Regions from separate parts of the Mus musculus genome. Here all the other regions are linked to region 1. Evidence: chromatin contacts called from public promoter capture Hi-C data. All regions are on one chromosome and are shown on one strand. The core of a region is the stretch at or near the end of the contact, and the rest is flanking DNA. Distances in the headings are between cores, read along the strand shown.

Evidence for each region. Promoter capture Hi-C pulls out the DNA fragments that hold promoters and counts their contacts.
Region 2: a promoter capture Hi-C map of pre-B cells shows a contact between it and region 1, with 2.8 times the contacts expected there. The contact joins the promoter of Tbl3 here to the promoter of Tedc2 in region 1. A contact is called at or near these places in 5 of 39 promoter capture datasets (erythroid cells, hippocampal neurons, liver and 2 more), 1 of 484 Hi-C or Micro-C datasets (embryonic stem cells) and 2 of 115 datasets of contacts at active chromatin or transcription factors (cardiomyocytes and hepatocytes).
Region 3: a contact with region 1 is called in a promoter capture Hi-C map of embryonic stem cells. The contact joins the promoter of Prss33 here to the promoter of Tedc2 in region 1. A contact is called at or near these places in 3 of 39 promoter capture datasets (cranial neural crest, embryonic stem cells and hippocampal neurons) and 1 of 484 Hi-C or Micro-C datasets (erythroblasts).
Region 4: a contact with region 1 is called in a promoter capture Hi-C map of liver, with 2.2 times the contacts expected there. The contact joins the promoter of Zfp598 here to the promoter of Tedc2 in region 1. A contact is called at or near these places in 4 of 39 promoter capture datasets (cranial neural crest, liver and pre-B cells) and 1 of 484 Hi-C or Micro-C datasets (liver).
Region 5: a contact with region 1 is called in a promoter capture Hi-C map of embryonic stem cells. The contact joins the promoter of Srrm2 here to the promoter of Tedc2 in region 1. A contact is called at or near these places in 4 of 39 promoter capture datasets (cranial neural crest, embryonic stem cells and pre-B cells) and 4 of 484 Hi-C or Micro-C datasets (the HL-1 cell line and embryonic stem cells).
Region 6: a contact with region 1 is called in a promoter capture Hi-C map of liver. The contact joins the promoter of Nthl1 here to the promoter of Tedc2 in region 1. A contact is called at or near these places in 3 of 39 promoter capture datasets (cranial neural crest, embryonic stem cells and liver).
Region 7: a promoter capture Hi-C map of liver shows a contact between it and region 1, with 2.0 times the contacts expected there. The contact joins the promoter of Pkd1 here to the promoter of Tedc2 in region 1. A contact is called at or near these places in 2 of 39 promoter capture datasets (cranial neural crest and liver), 2 of 115 datasets of contacts at active chromatin or transcription factors (craniofacial prominence and effector CD8 T cells) and 2 of 9 other capture datasets (liver and pancreatic islet).

Annotation. Positions count from the first base shown.
Region 1 is chr17:24,219,516-24,222,348 of GRCm38.p6, reverse strand. It overlaps Tedc2 (tubulin epsilon and delta complex 2), which reads left to right and starts at 1,498. Exons shown (of 10, transcript NM_028056.2): 1 at 1,498-1,658; 2 at 1,734-1,832; 3 at 2,039-2,097; 4 at 2,216-2,618. The coding sequence starts at 1,609.
Region 2 is chr17:24,706,228-24,709,314 of GRCm38.p6, reverse strand. It overlaps Tbl3 (transducin (beta)-like 3), which reads left to right and starts at 1,662. Exons shown (of 22, transcript NM_145396.4): 1 at 1,662-1,791. The coding sequence starts at 1,751.
Region 3 is chr17:23,834,393-23,837,122 of GRCm38.p6, reverse strand. Prss33 (protease, serine 33) reads left to right here and starts at 1,356. Exons shown (of 6, transcript NM_001081399.2): 1 at 1,356-1,446; 2 at 1,824-1,847; 3 at 1,963-2,125; 4 at 2,255-2,526. The coding sequence starts at 1,401. Prss41 (protease, serine 41) reads left to right here. Exons shown (of 7, transcript NM_027644.1): 7 at 1-338. The coding sequence ends at 214.
Region 4 is chr17:24,668,235-24,671,200 of GRCm38.p6, reverse strand. It overlaps Zfp598 (zinc finger protein 598), which reads right to left and starts at 1,514. Exons shown (of 12, transcript NM_183149.2): 1 at 1,228-1,514. The coding sequence starts at 1,443.
Region 5 is chr17:23,801,625-23,804,609 of GRCm38.p6, reverse strand. It overlaps Srrm2 (serine/arginine repetitive matrix 2), which reads right to left and starts at 1,385. Exons shown (of 15, transcript NM_001368687.1): 1 at 1,212-1,385. Gm52285 (a long non-coding RNA gene) reads left to right here and starts at 838. Exons shown (of 2, transcript XR_003952234.1): 1 at 838-920.
Region 6 is chr17:24,630,951-24,633,960 of GRCm38.p6, reverse strand. Nthl1 (nth (endonuclease III)-like 1 (E.coli)) reads right to left here and starts at 1,279. Exons shown (of 6, transcript NM_008743.2): 1 at 1,107-1,279; 2 at 1-34. The coding sequence starts at 1,209. It overlaps Tsc2 (TSC complex subunit 2), which reads left to right and starts at 1,334. Exons shown (of 42, transcript NM_001286713.1): 1 at 1,334-1,423; 2 at 1,850-2,016; 3 at 2,962-3,010. The coding sequence starts at 1,879.
Region 7 is chr17:24,548,297-24,551,238 of GRCm38.p6, reverse strand. It overlaps Pkd1 (polycystin 1, transient receptor poteintial channel interacting), which reads right to left and starts at 1,289. Exons shown (of 46, transcript NM_013630.2): 1 at 762-1,289. The coding sequence starts at 976. LOC115488769 (a long non-coding RNA gene) reads right to left here and starts at 755. Exons shown (of 2, transcript XR_003952238.1): 1 at 1-755.

The DNA of each region.
Region 1 (2,833 bases), core at 249-2,748:
ACAAGAAGATCTCAGCCCACTTCCAGCCTGCACCGGTAGGAAACAATTACTCTAGGCACACACCTGGGTCCCTCTGACTTCTATGAAGTCTTAGTCTCCACAGGTCTTAAGTTTCCCTGGGCTACTGGAGGCCCAGTGTAAGTAGGGGTGCCCATCTTCTATCCCAAATATGACAGTGGAACTGCCTAGATCTCAGCCCCTTTCCCACTTGACACTGGGCTAACTTTCTTGCTCTTTTTGTACAGAAACAACCAGGGTTACCTTACTTCTTGGGCTCTAGAACTAATAATTTATATCACCAGTACTGCTGAGCACTGTTCCCTGTCCTCATTTCTTTCAGCAGCCAAGCACATTTTTCACCGTAGAAACAAATGGAAAAGCTGTGTCTAGTGGCAGGCTTCTAAGAGGTGGGAGAAGGAGGCTGCAGAGGCAGCTCATTGGTTTGTAGCATTTGCTGCTTGACCAGAGGACCTGAATTCAGATCCACAAACCCACTCAACCATCTATAACTCCAATTTCAGAAGATCCAGTTCCCTCTTCAGGCCTCCTTGGGCACTAGGCATGCAAGTTGTACGTTGACATACAAGTTTTTTAATTAGGAAATAATTGGGCCGGGCAGTGGTGGCACACACCTTTAATCCCAGCACTTGGGAGGCAGAGGCAGGTGGATCTCAGAGTTGGAGGCTAACCTGGTCTACAAAGTGAGTTCCAGGACATCCAGGGCTACACAGAGAAACCCTGTCTCGAAAAACCAAAAAAGATAAAAGTAAAAAATAATTGAAATGGAGACAGGAAGGTCATGAGTTCAAGGTCATCAGATACATAGTGAATTGAAGGCCAGCTGAGACTACATGAGATTGCACAAACTGACTTGATGGAGAACATAATGTACTGATAATCTATGCCAAACAAGTCAATATTAACCATGTATTGACAAGCTGGCCTAGCTTGGTAGATCTTTGAGGGCAAAGACCATTGCTCTGACCCTTAGCTGCTGTGTTTGCATGTGTCCTATCTACGGCCTCCTGGCCATTCTCTGGGCTTCAGCCTCCCCTCCGCCTATCTATCTACTATCTGACACTCCTCTGTCTCTTGCACAACCTTCCATGACGTAGAGCAGCTTAGCAGACCTATTCTAAGTGCCACATGCTCCAGATTCCCTGGGCTTCATTGTTCACGTCTGGCGCCTGACATTCCTAAGATGTTCCTTGACCCAGTTCTAGCATTGTCTTCTGGCCATATGCTTGATTGCTAAGTCATCCTGGAGTCAGCAAGACCGCTTATCTCTGCTTTCAAAGTAGGTTCGGCAAAACCTGGTTAAGACAAAAAACCAAACTTTAGAGGGTCACGGATGCCCTGTCAGAAGAGCATTATCTGATTAGCCAAATCAGAAGCTATCTTATCTACAGTGGCACTGTCCAGGTTCCAACAGAGCCTTTGCGTCCTCCCGTGGGAGGGGTTAGGGCGGAGTCTGGGATGATGGGTGGAGCTTGAGATGGATTCGCGTTTTGGAGCTGGACTTGCAAGCTGTGCTCAAGATTGGGTAGCCTACCCGGAAGTGGGCGGCCTTCTGCCCGGAAGGCGCGGGACTCCTTGGCGGCGGCAAAAATGCTTGGTGTTAAAGGAAACTACCTACTACCCGCAGACTGCGCTCACCGGTGGGTCTCGTGCAACGGAAGGGAATTGGGCGGACGGGAGCGAGGTTCGGAGGCTCACATAGTACCTGTCCTCAGGCTGGTAGCGGAGCTGCAGGGCGCCTTGGACTCCTGCGCCGATCGGCAGCGGCAGTTGGAGCGGAGCCTGCGCGTTTCCAGGAGGCTGCTGCAGGTCTGGTACGCGGACCCAGGACCTCCTGGCCAGTCCCTCCTCGGACCATCAGGATTATGCAGAGTCCCAGGGCCTAGAAGGCCAAATACAAATGCATGCTTTTAGACTCCGGTTGCCATTGCTATCCTTACCCCTTATCCAGGGTCTGAGGCTGGGAATCTGCTTAGGGATAGAATGTTTGGACCATACCATGGCTGCCCTGTCTTTGCAGGGAACCAGCCAGGACCCCATCTCCAGTTCCAGAAACCAAAGAAGAGGACCCAAGTCCAGGTAAACGTTAGCTGCTTTTTATGGGTGCTGTCCCTGGCCTTTCTCTGGCTTGCTGTCATGGGGGAATCCATCCTGGGACAGTGAGGAGGAATTCTTGCATGGTTCTTGACGTTCATAGCATGTGCACCGAGTTCTCAAGATCTCGAGGAGCTGGAACTTTTGACCCAGGCTCTGGAGAAGGCTGTACGTGTGAGGAAAGGCGTGTCCAATGCTGGACAAAGAGACAGAACCCCCACTCTGACATCTAAGGCAGCCACTTCTGGTGCCGCTGCCGCCTCCCATCCTCGGGCTCCCAGCCGGGGTGGCAGCCGTGTATTGGGTACAAGATCCACCAAGGGTATACAGCGGGCCACAGCCCCTCCCAAGGATTACCCTGAGCACAGACTACGATCAAAGGGTGATAAGACCCATGTAAGAACACAAGACCAAACTACTGGGTATGGACCAGACCTCAGGGACCAACAAATGACCCCGTCATCTGCTCATCACACCACAGAACTCTTCGCATTAAAGGAGAAGGGGTAAGCTTCCCAGACGCTCGTATCCTGACAGGGCATTGAGCTGGTTGAGGAAGCCCCTGGTGCCGACCCGTAAGGGTCATGCACTGAAGCAAACAGGGCAGAACAGGGTTGGGATGGTATCAGGTTTGTCGTTCTGGAGCCTAACCAGCCCATGAGCTCTCTGGACTGGGCGAGCACCCACCCTCCTCCAGAAGCCGTTTTCAAAAAGCTTGTCA
Region 2 (3,087 bases), core at 413-2,912, 490 kb before region 1:
AAAGAAGTTATTTCCAGGTCCTCTGTCTATACATATACTATGTGGAGTGGGCAGATGTGTGGCGCGCGCGCGTGCGCGCACACACACACACACACACACACACACACACACACACACACACACACACTAAATGATAACTTGAGGGTATCAGAGAGGCTGAAACAGAAAGAGCTTGAGCCTGAAGCCAGTCTAGATTATCACACAATTCCAGACCAGCCTAAAACTAACTGAATACATAATCAGACTCTTCCTTAATCATTTTTTTTCCCGAAACAGGGTTTTTCTGTGTAGCCTTGGCTGTGCTGAAACTTATGCTATAGACAAGGCCGACCCTGAATTCAGAGATCCACCTACCTCAGCTTACTGAGTGTAAATTAATTTTCTTTTTAAGATTTATTTATGTAACCAGTGTTCTGCCTGCATGTACGACTGCAGGACAGAAGAGGGCACTAGATCTCATTATGTATGTTTGTGAGTTACCATGTGTTTCCTGGAAATTGAACTCAGGATCTCTGGAGAAGCAGTCAGCACTCTTCACCACTGAGCCCTCTCCAGCCTGCAAGTTAATTTTAAAATTTATTTATAAAGTGCTCTATCTACATATACATCTGCATGCCAGAAAGGGACATTAGATCACATTATAAACAGCTGTCAGTCACCATGTGGTTGCTGGGAATTGAACTCAGGACCTCGGGAAGAGCAGCCAATGCTCTTAACCACTGAGCTATCTCTCCAGCCCTGCAAATTATTATTATTTTTTATTTATTATTTATTATTTTTATTTTTTTGGTTTTTCGAGACAGGGTTTCTCTGTATAGCCCTGGCTGTCCTGGAACTCACTTTGTAGACCAGGCTGGCCTCGAATTCAGAAATCCGCCTCCCTCTGCCTCCCGAGTGCTGGGATTAAAGGCGTGTGCCACCACGCCCGGCTACAAATTAATTTTTAATGAAAAGAAAACAAGCCGGAAGGACACGCCTTTAAATCCAGCAGTCGCGAAGTAGAAGTAAGCAGATCTTCAATAGAACGAGTTCTAGGACAACCAGTGCTTCAGAGAATCTGTATCTCGAAAAACACAAAAGGGAGTGGGGGGAGAGGGAGGGAAGGAGGAAAGGAGAGCGAGACAGACAGACAGTTACACACACACAAACACACATCGGGTTGGGGGCGGGGCACAGAGGCGAAAGTCCTGGACAAGATCTACAGAAGCATGTGATAGGGGAAGCTTTTTTTGTTTTGTTTTGTTTTGTTTTGTTTTTGTTTTTCGAGACAGGGTTTCTCTGTATAGCCCTGGCTGTCCTGGAGCTCACTTTGTAGACCAGGCTGGCCTCGATCTCCCCAGTGCTGAGATTAAAGGCGTGCGCCACCACGCCCGGCGATAGGGGAAGCTTTAAGCACCGCCGAGACACCAATCCGTTGTTGTAAAAGACATCTTGTCTAACAAAACCAAAAGAAAAAAAAAAAAAGGACAGGACAGTTAAGGAAAGGAAAGGAAAAAGGAAAGGAAAGGAAAACAGACCCAAATGAAAACAGTAAATAAGACGTTCTACTGCCAGCTGCCAGCATCCACACTGGATATGCCTTCGGCTCCCACTCCCAGTGGCAGCAGCCGGTCTCCCGGCGCGCATGTTGATGGCGTCAAGGAGTTGCGGCTCCTGACGTCATCACCGCGTGCCTTGAAGTACAGAGTAGCACACTGGCCGGTTCACGCGGGGAGAAAGGCTGCTGAACTTGGAGGCGCTGCCCTGGGACATGGCCGAGACTGCGGCGGGATTGTGCCGCTTCAAAGCCAAGTAAGTCCTCGGAGGAGGCGCGGACCCGAAGGGAAATGGGGAGGAACCGGAAAAGGGAGCCAGGAGTTTAGGAGGGGTGTTCATTGTGATAGCGGGGGCTCTGAGTCCTGAGCTCAGTCAGTTCCCCTGTGAACAGCTGCTGTTTAGTGCTAAGATAGGAAGAGGCTCTGCCTTTATTCATAGTGTGCAGTTTTCAGATAACTAATTTCCATCTGTCACTGAGTGGAATGGATTATGGCAAGGGAGCTCTTGCAAAGAAAAGCCTCGGTGCTGACAGCATCTCTGTTGATGGGTTAACTGGTTGCAGAGTCTCCGACGCTGCTTTTATTTTGATGGGCAGACTTCCACGGACTGGACTTAGGAGGTTGGAGGGCAGAGCATTTGAATTTGGAAAGCCCAGCCCAGCCCAAATAGAGGGCAGAAGCAAATGACCTGTTATAGTGCCTGGGCCAGGAGCAGTGACGCTGTGGTGTTGACTATTAAGAAAGATAGGCAAAGCTGGGCATGGTGGCTCACGCCTTAAATCCCAGCACTCGGGAGGCAGAGGCAGGCGGATTTCTGAGTTCGAGGCCAGCATGGTCTACAAAGTGAGTTCCAGGACAGCCAGGGCTACACAGAGAAACCCTGTCTCAAAAAGCAAACAAACAAAAAAGAAAAGAAAAGAAAGAAAGGAAGGCAGGCAAAAGTCCTTCTGGGCCAGGCAGGGTAATGTCACAAAAGCATGTGAGGTGTGAAAGAAGGGGAAGTTTAGGCACTGCAGAGACACCCCTCAGTTGTTTTAGAAGTCATTAGACAACAGAGATGAAAGCGCTGGTAAGAAACTCACTGAGGAGACTGCAATGGCCACCGCCATTACCTCCCAGAAAATTTCATCGGCTTGGACCAAAGCAGTAGAGGGAGTGGAAAAGAGGGCAGCTTTAGTCAGATCCCAGAAGTCACTGTTAGTCGGGAGAAACCAAATGACACTGAGGCTGGAGGAGTGGGGTGGCATGCTGGGCCTACTGGTCAAGACTTTGAGAGTATGTTACTATTCCTGGCCTCCCACAACTAGTAGAGAGCCCCCAAAAGACCTCAGTGCTGAAGCCTGGGCTGTTGGGCTTCCTTCACCTTGAGTCAGGCCCATCTCTTCAACCTGTCTGATGACCCCATGAGAGCCACTGGGGCATGCATCTCAGCCTCTCCATAATGTGAAACATCCTCCCACGGAGATGCTTGGTTTTCACCCCCGGGTTCCTGCTGCTGCCTGGGCGCTCAGCAAGGGCAAGCATTTGTCTCATCTCTGGGAGAGCACCCAGT
Region 3 (2,730 bases), core at 107-2,606, 390 kb after region 1:
CAACATGGATGGTCTCTGGTATCAGATCGGAATTGTGAGCTGGGGAATAGGCTGTGGGCGACCCAACCTGCCTGGCATCTACACCAACGTCAGCCATTATTACAACTGGATCGAGACCATGATGATCCTCAATGGTGCAGTCAGGCGTGATCTGGCCCTGCCACTGCTGTCTATCACTCTGCTTCAGGCTCCCTGGCTCCTGAGGCCCACCTGAGCTCATGAGGCTGCAGCTTTGCACTCTCTGCAGCCCCAGGACAGTCCATATACTGTAGGGATAGCTTGCTTCACCAGGCTCTTGTCTTGTCTTCTTTGCCAATAAACTCATTGTGCATATCTGAGCTGGCACTCTGCAGCATTATGGATACCTTGTGACTTCCCTGTGTTCACCCTGAATGGTCCAGCCCAGGGCCCATGATAGCTAGTCTAGGCTTTGGTTGCAGACAGCTCACTGTCAGTGACAGCGGAGTTTGGACAGGAGCCCCAGATCCCTGGCTAGATGCAGGGCAGAATTTCAGGATAACCCAAACCAAAGAGTACACCATTCCCCTGATAGTGCATAGTGCTGCTTGTAGCCAAGGTGTTGTGGCAATTTGAAATTGGTCACTCTTCACTCCGTGCTCATACTGACTTAAAATCCAGAAGGGACTGGCCAGGTTGCGTTCCGTGTGCAGTCGGCTGCAGGCCTAGGATCTAGAGTGTGGGTCTGGAGTCTGGGTTTCCATGTGAGATCAGCTGCTGTGGCTGAGCTGGGATTACTGCTCGGAACAATAGAGCTCAGAGCCCCAGCAGCTGGTTTCACAAGGCAGCAGGATCGGGTTTAGAGATGAGCTGCCAAGGATCTTCTGGAGCTTCCTGGCCTAACCGCAGCTCCCCCAGCCTCCTCCCCACCCAGCTTCTCAGCACCTGGTGTCCTTTTCCTGCACCTCTTAAGTTATGCTCAAAGCATCTTTGTTTAAAGCTGTTCAGGTGAGGCCACAGCTCCGCCTTGGCCTTGATAATTACCTGGGCCTCCACCTCCTCTGTCTTTTAAGCCCCCAGGACCTCCCCTGGCCCCATCAGAGAGAACACCAGGCTTCAAGGGTGAGAGCTGGACCCAAGGGTGCTAGAGAATGAAAGATGGGGACCAGAGGGTGAAGCTCCAGGGCTCCTACTGAGGCCTAAGGTGCCCAGATCTGAGGCTGGGTGTGCTTTGTCAGAGTTTGTCACATGGAGTCTAAGTCACAGGTAGAGGTATAGAGTCTGGGCTTCAGGGACAGGACCAGGACTAAGCAGAGAGAACAGCCGCTGAGGTACAGGGTTGGGTAGGACATGCTCCCTAGACTAGACTGCTCCTCTCTGCTCCCTGCCACTTCCAGACGAGAGACCAAGCTACCTGCACCCAGGCCAGTTCTGAAGATACAATGAGGGGTGCTTCCCACCTCCAGATCCTGCTCCTGTTGGTGTTAGGTGAGTGGGGGCGAGGGTTAGGGGTGCTTCCACAGAGACCTTAACTACAGGTTGCTCACCTCACCTCTCCCGGAGCCAGGTGCCTCTAGAGCATTGTGGGCCATCTTTCTTCCTGAGGCACAGACTCTCTGGCACTGTCCTTGGTCTCTCCGAATGTGAGTACGTTTTAGTGTGCTGTATGTATGTAGTGCCTAAGACCCACCTCCCACCTCCCAGTGCTCTGGGGAGGGTGATGGAGGTGACCAATGGCACAGAAGCTTGGCATGAGGTCAGTGTAACCAATATGTTCCACCTTCCACCTAATCTCATTGCTGACCCGGACTCTGTTACCTGGCATCTAATCCCTAATTTAGTCCCTTACCTGCTCCCCCCTGCAGGAACCAGGATGCAGGAGTGTGCAGGTAAGAAAGGTTGTGAACCACTTCCTCCTCAGCTCGGCCCTGTCCCCTCTTCCTATGCTTACGTCCCAGACTCCAAGTCCCAGCCGAGCCTCAGTGCCCTCTTGTCCTGTCACAGCTTGTGGGCAGCCCCGCATGTCCAGCCGGATCGTTGGGGGCCGGGATGCTCAGGATGGAGAGTGGCCGTGGCAAACAAGCATTCAGCACCGTGGAGCCCATGTGTGCGGAGGGTCACTCATTGCACCCCAGTGGGTGTTGACGGCAGGTCACTGTTTCCCTAGGTCAGTGCTTGCTCACTGTTCCAGCTCCAGGAAAGACAGGGGAGTGCTGCCAGGGAGGGGCGGGCAGTGCCGGCTCCTGACAGGCCCATGGTCCAGGTAGTGTCAGCAGCCGCCCTGTCTGTTCTGCAGACGGGTATGGCCGTCAGAGTACAGTGTGCTCCTGGGAGCACTGAGTCTGGACGTCAGGTCATCCCACGAGCTCTTGGTTCCTGTGCTGCGGGTGCTGCTGCCTCCTGACTACTCTGAGGACGAGGCCCGTGGTGACCTGGCACTGCTGCAGCTGCGTCACCCAGTGTCCCTGAGCACCCGCATCCAGCCTGTCTGCCTGCCTGCACCAGGGTCCCATCCACCACCAGGGTCTCCATGCTGGGTCACTGGCTGGGGTAGCCTCAGCCCAGGAGGTAAAGCATATAGTCAGGTCAGGTTATGGGGGCACCCGACATCCCTTTCTCCTCCATTTGACTTTGAATCCTGGTCTTTCACAGTCCCAGTGTGAAATCCAGAGCGCAAACATTCCTTTTATCAGATTCAAGGAATCCTGGGTTGCAAATCAGACCCTCCCGTTCATCTTTTCCCATCAAGCCCCACTTCAAGCTGTCCTGTCT
Region 4 (2,966 bases), core at 265-2,764, 450 kb before region 1:
TGTCTGGGGTCTTCTAGTCCCTCTTCCCCAGTATGACATAGATGCTTAGGGAATGTTCCAGATTCCAGCTGAGTCTTTTGACATAAATATCAAGAAAGAAAAGCTGGGTGTGCTGGGTATGGTGGAGAATGACCTAGCCCTCAGGAGGTAGAGGCAGGTGGATCTGTGTGACTTCAAGGCCAGTCTGGTCTAGAGAATGAGTTCCAGGACTGCCAGAGCTACAGGCCCTGTCTCAAATACGGGATATGGTGGTGCACTGCCTTTAATCTCAGAAATCAGGAGGCAGATACTGGTTCTACATAACAAGTTCCAGGCCAGCCAGGACTACATAGTGAGACCCTATCTCAACGAGAAAGAAAAAGGTCAGAAAGAAAAGAAAAAAAAAAAAAAAAACTCAAAATTTTGGCATCATTTCTATCTCTGCATCACTTCTAAGAACAGGAAAGGGTGATTCCCTGGCAGAAGCCACTAGCCAAAACCTTCCACGAACCAACCAAGGTAATTTCACAATTCTGGAAGCAAACAGATCTCTACGGGCAGCAAACCAAGGGAGGTTCAGCTGGATACTCCCCATCAAAGGCTGGCATTGCTGGAGTCCTCTGACCCCCTTCGGGATTTCCAAGTCTAGACAGCCAGAAACATCCTCTTCCCACCACTCTGGAAGGAAGCCTCAAAGCTAGAACTAGTAACGAGGAGGAAAACTTCCTAAAATTGTGGACCACCAAGCACCTAGGAATCAGGTCCTGGTATCACCTCCACTCTACAAATGGAAACGCTGTCTCAGGAGCTAAGGATCACCGGTGGGGCCCAGAAGCCCAACTAGTCTGGAAATGTCCAGTTTAACCCTTTTTTTCCAGAGCAGTCAGCTTCCAGAATAGACAGTGTCTGGAGGTTCCCCCTGGCTGTCTGCTCCTCCTCAGTGACGATCCCGAAAAAATTAAGATTCACAGACAGGAGGGCTCTCGACCTGACCTTGCCCTTCCCGCAGCCAGGTCATAGGGAAAAGTCCCCAGGCTTAGAGTTCCCACAGACATCGCTCCTCCTTCCCCAGCCCGGCCGCCTCTGGCTTCTCCCAGCCCCAGGAGGCCCGGTGATCGCATGGCGCCCCGACCGACCACCCGGCCTCCGGAGGGAGCGGGTGAGGCCAGGCCGCGGCCGGACACCGAGCAGGCAAAGCCATCAGGAGTCCGCCCTCCCCGCGCCCCGTCGCGCGCCCCGCTGGCGCACCTGGCGCAGCTCCTCGCGGCACACGGCGCAGTAGCGCTGCTCGCACAGCACCCGCATCTTGGTAGAGCACCGGTAGCACACCGGGTGATCGCAGCGGCCCAGCGCCGTAGCCTCCAGGTCACCGCAGCACAGCACGCAGCTCCCGCCGCCCCGCTCCGGCGCTGCCACCGCCTCCAGAGCCGCGCGCCGCCCCTCGGCGCCCGCCGCCGCCGCCATGGCCGGGCTCCGGCCCCCTCCTGGCCGGCGCGGCACAGCGCGGCCTGGCTCCCGGCGGACCCGCCCCTTCCGTCGACGTCACTGCCCTCAGGCAACCGCCCGCCTGGCGGAAGTGCGCACTGCGACTTCCGCCCGGGCCTGGTGTTGTACAGAGCTGCCATTCGCTCATGACTGCTGCTCAAGCCTTTCCAGTCATTTAAATGCGGAGTCTCTCCGCCTTCGCCGACGCAAGCTCTGGAAACGCCGGAGGAGCTACAGGGTTTCCAGCATCATTTCCGATAAAACACGAACTGTGGTTTGTTTTTCGAGACAGGGTTTCTCTGTGTAGCCCTGGCTGTCCTGGAACTCACTCTGTACACCAGGCTGGCCTCGAACTCAGAAATTCGCCTGCCTCTGCCTCCCAAGTGCTGGGATTAAAGGCATGCGCCACTATGCCCGGCTCGATCAGTCTTAAGCTAAGTATCACACAAACATTACTTGGACGTAGTATGTAGTATGTTTGTATCTTAAATGCAAATTTCACTGGATGTCCTGGGAACATAGCTTAGTGGCAGAGACTTGCCTACCGTGCCTAGGTTCCATTCCCAGCACAAAATACATACATAAGTAATTCAGCTAGTAATGACTGAATCCGACAAATTTTTAGGAACCTTTCTATAGCCCTGCACCTCTCTTGTGTTTGGAACATAAGCCTCTGACATCAGGACATCCAGACATTCTCACCCAATCCCACTAGAGAAGGGACCTCGTGTTTTCTTGGTTGTAAGACAGACACATCCAGCCAGACATAGTATGTAGGAAAGGGAAGCACCCAGAGGTGCTTGAGTGGATAGTAGTGAACCGGAGGCTTCAAGTCTGCAGCTGTTGGGCGGTCTCCGGATTTCTGATGAAGCGAGATGGGTCCAAATCTGAACCCTTTCTAGAAAGAGTCAGTATATTGTGTGTGTGACCCCAGAGTGCCTATGGCTAGCTAGAATCAGAAATGACTTAAACCCCTAATCCTGGTACCTAGACTTACATGCTTCTGAACTAGGTTGCCCCACTGAAGCCTATAACCTCATTTGTAAAACTGGGGTCGCCATACCAACTATGTAAAGCAGACCGGGCTACATTTGCCATCTTCGGACAGATAGGGGGATTTACCTTTCTTAGGCAACTGGGCAGGGCTAAGTATTGTTAAAATGACAGGGTGTGGTCACATACCTTTCATCCTAGCACTCACAGGCATAGACTTTGTAAGTTTTGAAGTCAGCCTGGTCAACATAGTTTCAGGCCAGCCATGGCTACGTAGAAGTGAGACACTGTCTCAAAAAAAAAAAAATCTGTTAAAATGGAGGACTGGAGAGATGGCTCAACAATTAAGAGCACTAGCTTTTCTTGCAGAAGTCCTAGGTTCAATTCCCAGCACCACATGAAGGCTCACAACCAGTTCCAGGAGGTTTAATATCTTCTGGTCTCTGAGGGCACCAGGCACACACGTGGTACACAGGCAGGAAAGCAAAACACGTCCATAGAAAATAAAA
Region 5 (2,985 bases), core at 136-2,635, 420 kb after region 1:
TAGTTTCCTTTTGAATCCACAATTAAGAGACATCTTAAAAGAACTGTAAGATGGAAACAGCAAGGAAGAACGTCATCACCAAGTAATGGCTGACTGAAGCCAGGCTATTAAGTCAAGAATTTTTTCCCCATCGAAAAGCTCTAAAAGGCTTAGCTTTAATATTTGAGGAGACCTTTTTAAAAACAGGGTAGGAGCCGGGTGTGGAGGCAGAGGCAGACGGATTTCTGAGTTCGAGGCCAGCCTGGTCTACAGAGTGAGTTCCAGGACAGCCAGAGAAACCCTGTCTCCGGGGAAAAAAAAAACAAAAAACAAAAACCAGGGTAGGAGCCAGACATGGTGTCTCATGCCTTTGATCCCACAGAGGCAGGCAGATTTCTTGAGTTCAATGCTAGCCTGATCTACACGGTTAGTGCCAGACCAACCAAGACTATTTAGAGGCCCTAGCTCATAAAACCAAACCGTAAAAAAGAAATAAAATAACAGGGTTGAAAGGAGCACATTGGTCTTCCTTATACACGCAGGCTGAATACTTTCGCGGTTTTATTATCCTCACTTTTTAAGACTTGGGGATCCCCCACCCCCACGCACACACTCACAGCCTCTGATACTAACGAGGACGAACGGTTTAAATCCTGGCCTCCGAAAGTTCAAGGCCTCCTCCCGCCGCCCACTGGGCAGCCCAGCTTATTTTCGGCCTCGAGGAGGGGGGAGGGGGCCACGCGGCGCCCCGCGGTCTGGGCGGCTCTGGCCGTTTCTCAGGCCCCTAGCAGGGCCCGTGGACCCACGCCGGAGCCGATCGAGGAGAGGTACCAGCAGGTCCGAAGCTCGGGCGGGGGACAAGTACCTCCGCTGCCGCCCTCTCCCCGCCCCCTAAAAGACCGAAGAGGACGACCGCGGAACGACGGCCTCCTCAGCCCCAGGTAGAGCAAAGGAGAGAAGCAGAGCCTCGCGCAATGCTGTCTCACCGGGGGCGCGCGGACGAGACCAGGCGGCCGCGCGCGCCGCGGCCGTGTGGGGGAGGGGCGGAGGAGTTGAAGGCCGCGCGTCCCAGGAACCGCGGGAGGGGGAGGGGAGGAAGGGAAGGCGACCGCGCCGGCCGAGGCGACGAGCACGCGTGCGCGCGGCGGCCTGGGCCGTTCTCCCCGCGCTCTAGCCTCCGGCCCAGCCCGCCGCCCCTCCCCCACCCGGCTAGCGCGCTCCCTTTCTCTCACCCGCCGCCGCCGCCTCCGGCCGCCGACTGTCAAACAGGGAGGTCCCGCCGCAGCTGCTGCTTAAGTTTTCGTATCCCTCGGAGCCTGAAGCCGCCGCCTCGTCGGTCCGCCCGCCTCAGCCGCCGCCGCCGCCGCCTCCTCGCTTCCTCAGGGGCCGCAGCGGGCTTCGACTGCGCCACTCGCACCCCGCCTGGGCAGCGTTGCGCGTCAGCACGACCTAGTGCGTCAGCACGCAATCATGAGAGCCGCTGGGCCCTCTGGGAACCGTAGTGCGTCGTGCGCAGGCGTTGAAGCCACAAGGAGGACCTTAGGCGAAGGGACGTGCTACTGAAAAGTCGAAAAACCCCGAGTCCCGTCGGGCACTGCGGGGAAAGGCGTGGCTCCGTACCGAAGCTGCAAGGTCGGCTGAAAAAAAACTTCTGTAGGAGGGGGGAGGGGCGCGGGGGCCGCAACCCACAACACCCGGGAGTAGCTCAGACGCACGCCTTCCGCGCACAGAGTTCTGGGAGCTGTAGTTCGGTTTTAGAGAGAAAACGCGTAAGACTCCTCCGCTAGGCAGGGTCGCCATTTTATGTGACCGTGTTGGGTGGCAGTGGCTCAGCAGCTTTACCTAGTCACTGTGACCATGGTTTTCTTTAATGTGTACGAGGCCCCACAGCACCGAGTCTTCTTCGCAGGAAGAGGTGCTTCAGAGTCAAGCCACCTGACAGCTCTGGAGCCACTTGAACCCGGCTTCTGGCCCAGTATCCGGTGCTTTCCACAGTTTCCACCTCTGTAGTCCTATCTGAAGTGGGGCTTGCAGACCACTAAAAAATACTTTCTCTTACCTTTGGGCAAAGAGACTAAGTGATTACTTTTCGCCTATAGAGACTATGCCATGTAAGTGGAGGAATGTGAGAATGCAGTTCCATTTCCTGGCCCTATAGCACGGTTCCGGGAGTTTGTCCCAGTGCCTCTCACTCGGTAGCAAGGGCCCCACCACTGAGGCACTGAAAGATCCTGGCAGAATGTAAAAGGACACAGAAGCCCTGAAATTGGCAAGATAGACGTCAGTGTTAGCAGAACTAGCTTCACTGATTTAGAAAAATAGAGGTGCACAATGCTCTGGCCACTCCTTGAACCTGTGTGTCTGCCAATGTTCTGACCAGGTGTGTGCTCATTGCTGCACCTTCATTAGACTCTCCTTGTACCCCTCCATACCCATTTCTTGAGAATAGACATTGTTTAGATCTGGAAATCCCCTAATCTCCCCCTTCTCCTTTCCCCCCTGAGGGCCTATAAAAACTGGAAACTCTTTCCCCTCGAGGACGACTCCTCTACCCCTGCGTGGGATATGAGTTGTCCCCAGAGCTCTGGCTTTCCCCAAATAAAGCCTCATGTGGTTTGCAACAAGCTCGGTCTGTCATGAGTTCTTGGGTGTCCGATATTGTCCTGAGGCCTGAGCGAGGGGCTCCTCTCGGAGTCTTTCAGCACTCCCTGCTCATCATATTTCTTCGTCTTCCTTTTCATCTTCGTCTTCCCCTCCTCCTTCTTTTAACTTAGTGTGTTAACAAATATACGCATGTTTGTCTGTTGAAGGTGCACATGCGTGCAGTGCCTATAGAGGTCAGAGGTCAGATCCCCCAAAGATACGGTTAAGGGGCTTGGGAGGCAGCTTAGGTGGGTGCTGGAGCCAAACTTAGCTCCTCTGAATGAACAATTCTAAGGTCTCACTGAGCCGTCCCTCCAGCCTACTCCCATTAATTTTTAAAAGTCCTTTTTCCAGGGCTGATTA
Region 6 (3,010 bases), core at 30-2,529, 410 kb before region 1:
GGATGTCTCACGGGCCTGTGGCTTTTTCTTCCTTCTGCAAAAAAGTGCCATTCAGTCTTTGGAGTGGGTTTTATATGAGGGTGGGGGAAGGGTGCTGCTTACCTGCCAATCCACATCCCCACACTTGTTTGTGCAACTAACTGTCCATTATCTACCACGATGTGTACAGAAGTGCTGTGCTCTGCCCTTGTCACAACAGTACATGACAGTCTGACAAAGTGCCTGTTAGCACACCGACACTAGTAACAGCCTCTAGGATAATATAACCTCTCTCCTTTGTCCCAAGTCCTTTGAGTTACATTCAAGAGAACCTCTCTCTTCACACCCAAACTGGACAGTGCAACTCCCCTTTCAGAAATCGTTGCATTTAGGATGAGCTCCAAACTCTACTACTATAAAACATTTGCTGCCTTAACAGTATCAACACTTTCTGTGGCCCTTGGCCCTTGCCAAGCCTCAGCCTGGATCCCAGCGGATCTCTACTACTGAACCGATTCTGGGAGACCATTGCTGCCTACGCACACTCCTGCTCTAGCCACTTATGTCTAAGTCCCAGGCGGGGACGGGCTGATAATTACTCCCTGAGTACCACTAGTTGGCACATAGTAGGCCCTTAATGGCTACAGGACAAACACAATGAGTGCCATGCCCTTTCCTGTTTTCTCTCTGGGCCTGTTTTCTTTCAGAACCACCGTCCAGCTGGGAGAGAAGACTTCTAGCTGGGTGTGTTCTTGGCACACAGCCTGGCCCTACAAGAGAGGGAGGCAGCTCTGAGAACAGAGCTGTGTCCCACGGACAGCCTGGAGCAAGTGAATGTCCTAAGCTAGGCTGGTTGGACTAAAACTTTTCACTGGCGATAAGGGTGGATGAATACATCCAGAACCCAGTCTTACGGACCCTGCAGACCCTGCGGGTCCCAGACCCTTGGAAGAAGCTAGAAGTGGGGCCACGTGAGATTTAAGCGTAGCTTCAATTCAAGATTCAAGGCAGCTGCCTACTCCGCGGCGCCTAGAGTTTAGGTCAGATGCTGCGGCCCGGGACGCAAGCCTGGAGCCAAAGTTCCACGTTCCTCCTTTCCTCCAAAACGCCTGCAGGCGCAGAGCTACCTGCAGCAGCCTCTCGCGGGGCGAGCTCCTCCCTACACCCTTCCGACGCGATCCTAGTCGCGCGGCTCCGACTGCGAGTCACCATCCGCACCCCTGAGTTCATGCCTGGGCTGTAAACTACTCCTCCGAGCAGCCCCGCGATCCCACCACTTGCTCAACGCGCACGCGAAACTACAATTCCCAGAGAGCTCAACGCAAATAGTCAGCAAAGCCTCGCCCCCGGAAGTACGGGTTGCGCTTCCGGCAGCTGCCCTGGGCCGGGGGTGTGCGCCCTTCCCTGGGTGCAGGAGGACCTGCGCGCGAAAGGCGCGCGCGGGGTGAGTAGCCCTGGAGGCTCTGACTGCTGGGGCGGGTTGCGATGGTTTGTGTGGTCGCGTCGCGATGGGGTGAGGGGAATTGGTCGTTCTGATTCCAATCCTCCGCCGCTCCCACCGCTGACAAGTCCTAGCGCTTCAAGCCCTCCATTGCGAATGTGAGCGGGCCTCTGCATCTATTCACGCGACAGCTCCTCCTTAACCTAGGGAGAACTAATGGCAATCAACAGGCGGGTCGCTAGAGTAAGCCTATACCTCCGGAGTTGATTTGTGGCTGAGTTCCTCCTGCATGGAGTTGAGTTGCCCCAGAGGCTGTAGGAAGGACAGGTTATTGCCTACCCTTGACCTAGGATTCTGGAGGTTCGCCTCGAGGGCAGAAGGGAGAACCTTTCCTGGGGTGTATCAAATAATATGTTTATTTCTACACAGAGCAGTTCTCTAGTACTGCCCTGCCCACCATGGCCAAACCAACAAGCAAAGATTCCGGCTTGAAGGAGAAGTTCAAGATACTGTTGGGATTGGGAACATCGAGGCCAAATCCCAGGTGTGCAGAAGGCAAACAGACTGAGTTTATCATCACATCGGAAATCTTGAGAGTGAGTGAGTGGCCAATGTCTTGGCTAGCCCAGCACAAAGGCTAGGAAGGCTGGGTTTGTCTGTCATTGGGTTCTGTGGGAGATGGGTTGCTGGTAACCATCTGCATAGGGCTGCTGTCCCCAGTACTGTGGAGACAGATATATGCCTGTCCTCAGGATCTTGGTGTCCTGCTTTAGCACACTTGCCTTAGAAGTTAGGTGTTGTATGAAAACTTATTTTGTTTAGTGTTATGGTAGATAGATGCCCTGTACTCTCTCAGCACGTGAGAGGCAGAGGAGATAGGATTATGAAGTTGGAGGCAACATAATTGTAACCCACCTGAGCTACAGTAGTGAGACTGGGTCCTCCTCTCCTCAAAGATGTTCGTTTCCTTTTTTAAATTGGAGATCCACCCTTTCTTTTTAGGAACTTTTAAAAAAAGATTTATTTATTTAACATACACACACACACACACACACACACACACACACACACACACACACACACACACTGTAGATGACACACCAGAAGAGGGCATCAGATCCCATCACAGATGGTTGTGAGCCACCATGTGGTTACTGGGAATTGAACTCAGGACCTCTGGAAGAGCAGTCAGTGCTCTTAACCACTGAGCTATCTCACCAGCCTCGAGATCCAGCCTTAAAAAACCAAACCAAACACAACAAAACAAAATGCTGGGTGATGGTGGTGGTTGGTGTATGCTGCTAATCCTGCCCAGCACTGGGGAAGTTCAGTACAGCCAGAGATACACAGAGAAACGCTGGAGAGACAGAGGAAGGGATGGAGCGAGGGAGGGAGAGAGAGAGAGAAAAAAAAACAGAGAGAGGAAAGAAACCCCATTGGTTTACAGGGGAAATGCAGAACAACGTTAGGTGGTTTATGGCCAGTGGGTAAGAAGACCTCTTTTTAAAAGCTCAGCCCTTTTCCTCTTTTCTCTTCTCTAGGAACTGAGTGGTGAATGCGGCCTCAACAATCGCATCCGAATGATAGGGC
Region 7 (2,942 bases), core at 40-2,539, 330 kb before region 1:
GTGATAATCTATAAAAAGAGACTAGTTAAGCCTGGTTCAAGATGTTGATCTCTCAGTGAGATTTGCCTGTTACTTTCAGAAGGCAAAACTGCCGAAATGGCAAATGTTTTAACCCCTCCTGGCAATTTCCCCTCCCTAAGTACCACTAGAGGCCCACATCCATCACACCCTCTACTCCCTAACACTTCTCCAGCAGTCACTATGTGTGGCCAACCTCAGGCCAGGCCGCTGGACCAACCTTTTGTCCCTTAAACATAGTCAATTCTTACACATCCATAAAATTCTTGTCGAGACTCTTCCCCTAGAGGCCAGCTCTGAGCCCCAACAGAAATCTCCAACCCCAGGATACACCTCAATTAGTCTCTAATTAACGTTTATTCCGCAACCTCCTACCACGCCCCACGCACTGTTGTAGCTCCTGTTTGAGGAGCCCCGCAACGTAAAACGTCAGTCTTCGTAGGAACTGGGATTTTTGGCTACTCTTCTGGGTCACGCCGGCTGAGGTCCAAGGTTTTCCTTATTTAGTCGGGCCGACATCCCTGCTGGAGCCTCGCCCTAGGAGCGGCCAGGCCCCGCTGCGTCTTGCGGCCCGAGCTCAGGACCGCGCCCACGCTCTGCGGCCGACAGCCCGGCAAAGCTCCAGAAGGGCTCTATCTACCTCAGCCCTGCTCCCGCCGGACCCAGTCATGATGCTCTAGCCAGGCCGCCCGCCGCCATGGCAACCGCCTGCCCGCCTGCACTGCCTCGGCGCAGCTACTCACAGCGCGGTGGCGTCAGCCGGGATGCGCAGACTCGGCCCTAGCGTCTGCAGCCAGCGGCCGGAGCAATTGACGCGGCAGGCGGCGTCGGGCGCAGGGCCGCAAAAGCAGGGGAGCGGGCAAGGCCCGCAGCCGCGCCCAGGGTCTCCGGCCAGCGCTCCGAGCCACAGGCCCAGGCCTAGGGCCAGCGCCAGGAGAGCAGGCGCGCCGAGCGGCATCGTCAGCGCAGCCCGCGCATGGCCCCGGTTCCCCGAGGCCCCTTGCGCCGGCAGCCGCAGTTCAGGAGGGGCCCGCGGACCTCATGGTGCGGCACGGGGCTGAATGCCGCGGCGGCCGTGGCCCGTCTGCGGTGCGACAGCTGCTCAGCGCTCTGGGGCAGGCCGCACCTCAGGGCCTTGGCCGCCTGCTCGCGCATTCGCGCTGCACTGCAGACCCAGCGCCAGCTCCTCCTCCTCCCCCACCTCCGGCGTGGGGCGGGGCGCCCTCAGACTCCGCCCCTGCGCTTCCAAGTTGGCTGTAGGTGGGACTGGATGAAGAGAAGGCCTTCACAGGCTCCGCCCTCTTCATTGCAGATCCTGCAGTAGGCGGGGCCTGAAGGAAGGGCGCCCTCAGAGGCTCCGCCCAGTGAGCGTGAGCCTTGGTGGGCGGGGTCTCACGGGAGGGGAGTCCTCCGGAGGCCCCGCCTTCTGCACCGCTGGGTCTGCTGCAGACCAGGCTTGAAGGTGGAGGAAGCTCCGCCCCCTCTGCTGCGGCGTTTCGAGCCCCGAGTCAGGCTGCGGTTTGAGCAGCTGCCCGCTTAGGCTGTCCCCTACCCACAACGGCTGGAGAGCTTATGGCTATTCACCCTGCTTTCCCGAGTTCCCCCTTGAAGTCCTCTGGCTGTTGAGGCCTTCTTGGAGTCAGTAGGTTTCTTCGCTCCTAGCCTTCTGCAATCAACAGTCACAATATTAAAAACACTAGTAGGTGCAGAAGAGAGGGCTCAGCACTGGGTGGTGGTGGCAAAGACTTTAATCCCAATACTCGGGTGGCAGAGGCAGGTGGATCTCTGAGTTCAGAGCCCAGCTTGGTCTACAGAGTGAGTTCCAGGACAGCTAGGGATATACCGAGAAACCCTGTGGAGGTGGGGGGTCGGTTAGCGGATAAAGGAAGCCTAATCAGCTGAGTCCTCTCCCGAAATCCACGTACACAAATCCAACTTATACAAAGTTGTCCTCTGGCCGCAACACCCTGGCCATAGCATGCGCTCTACACTGATAATAAATTAAAAAAACAAAACAAAACAAAAAACCCTGCGACCTACAGTTTCTGGGTGCCAGCTGTGCGAGCTTCCACTTCGCAAGTCTTCTCTGACCCTGGAGAGTACCGCCGACCTGAGTCAATAAATACTTGCTGCGTCATATCATGGACCTCTGCCAGAGCATGCTGCAGAGGCTCAGAAGTGATGCATGAGATTGAGCTCACCTGGAGTGGGTGCAGTTTAGCGCCGTGCCCTCCACCACTCCGCGCAGACCACCCTGCGGAGGTGCTGGGGAGACGCTGTACCACCCGCCCACCCGCCAAGCAGCTCCATCTCAGGCTTCAGTCTCCAGGTACTGTAGATCCTTGTGCGCAGGAGCTAAAGACAAAATTAAATTGAGAGAAAAGACTCCAACCATAGCACCGGGGAGTAATCCTTGAAAAAAATGTTTAGACGTCCAAATACCAAGAACTACACAGGAAATATTCAAAAAGGGAAAGAAAAATTAAATTAAAAAGGGAGAGAAAAGTCCACAAAGACAGGAAGTTGATGAGTGCCTTGAGACTGGAGGAAAGGGGTGGGACGTTCTTTGGGGCCAATAAGCATGTTTGTTCCGTAATTAGACGAGTGAATGAACAGCCTTATTAAATATATTGAAACGCACAGAAGCCGGGTGAGGTGGCACACGCCTTTAATCCCAGTACTCAGGAGGCAGGGGCAGGCAGATTTCTGAGTCCAAGGCCAGCCTGGTCTACAGAGTGAGTTCCAGGAAAGCCAGGGCTACACAGAGAAACCCTGTCTCGAAAAACAAACAAACAAACAAAACCAACTCACAGAGCATGCATGGTAGCATGCGCTTCTCAGGCCAGTACTCTAGAGTGAGAGGTTCCTAAAAGCTCCTGACCAGACTACTTAATTAATTTCTCACAGGACTTCCAAGGACACCC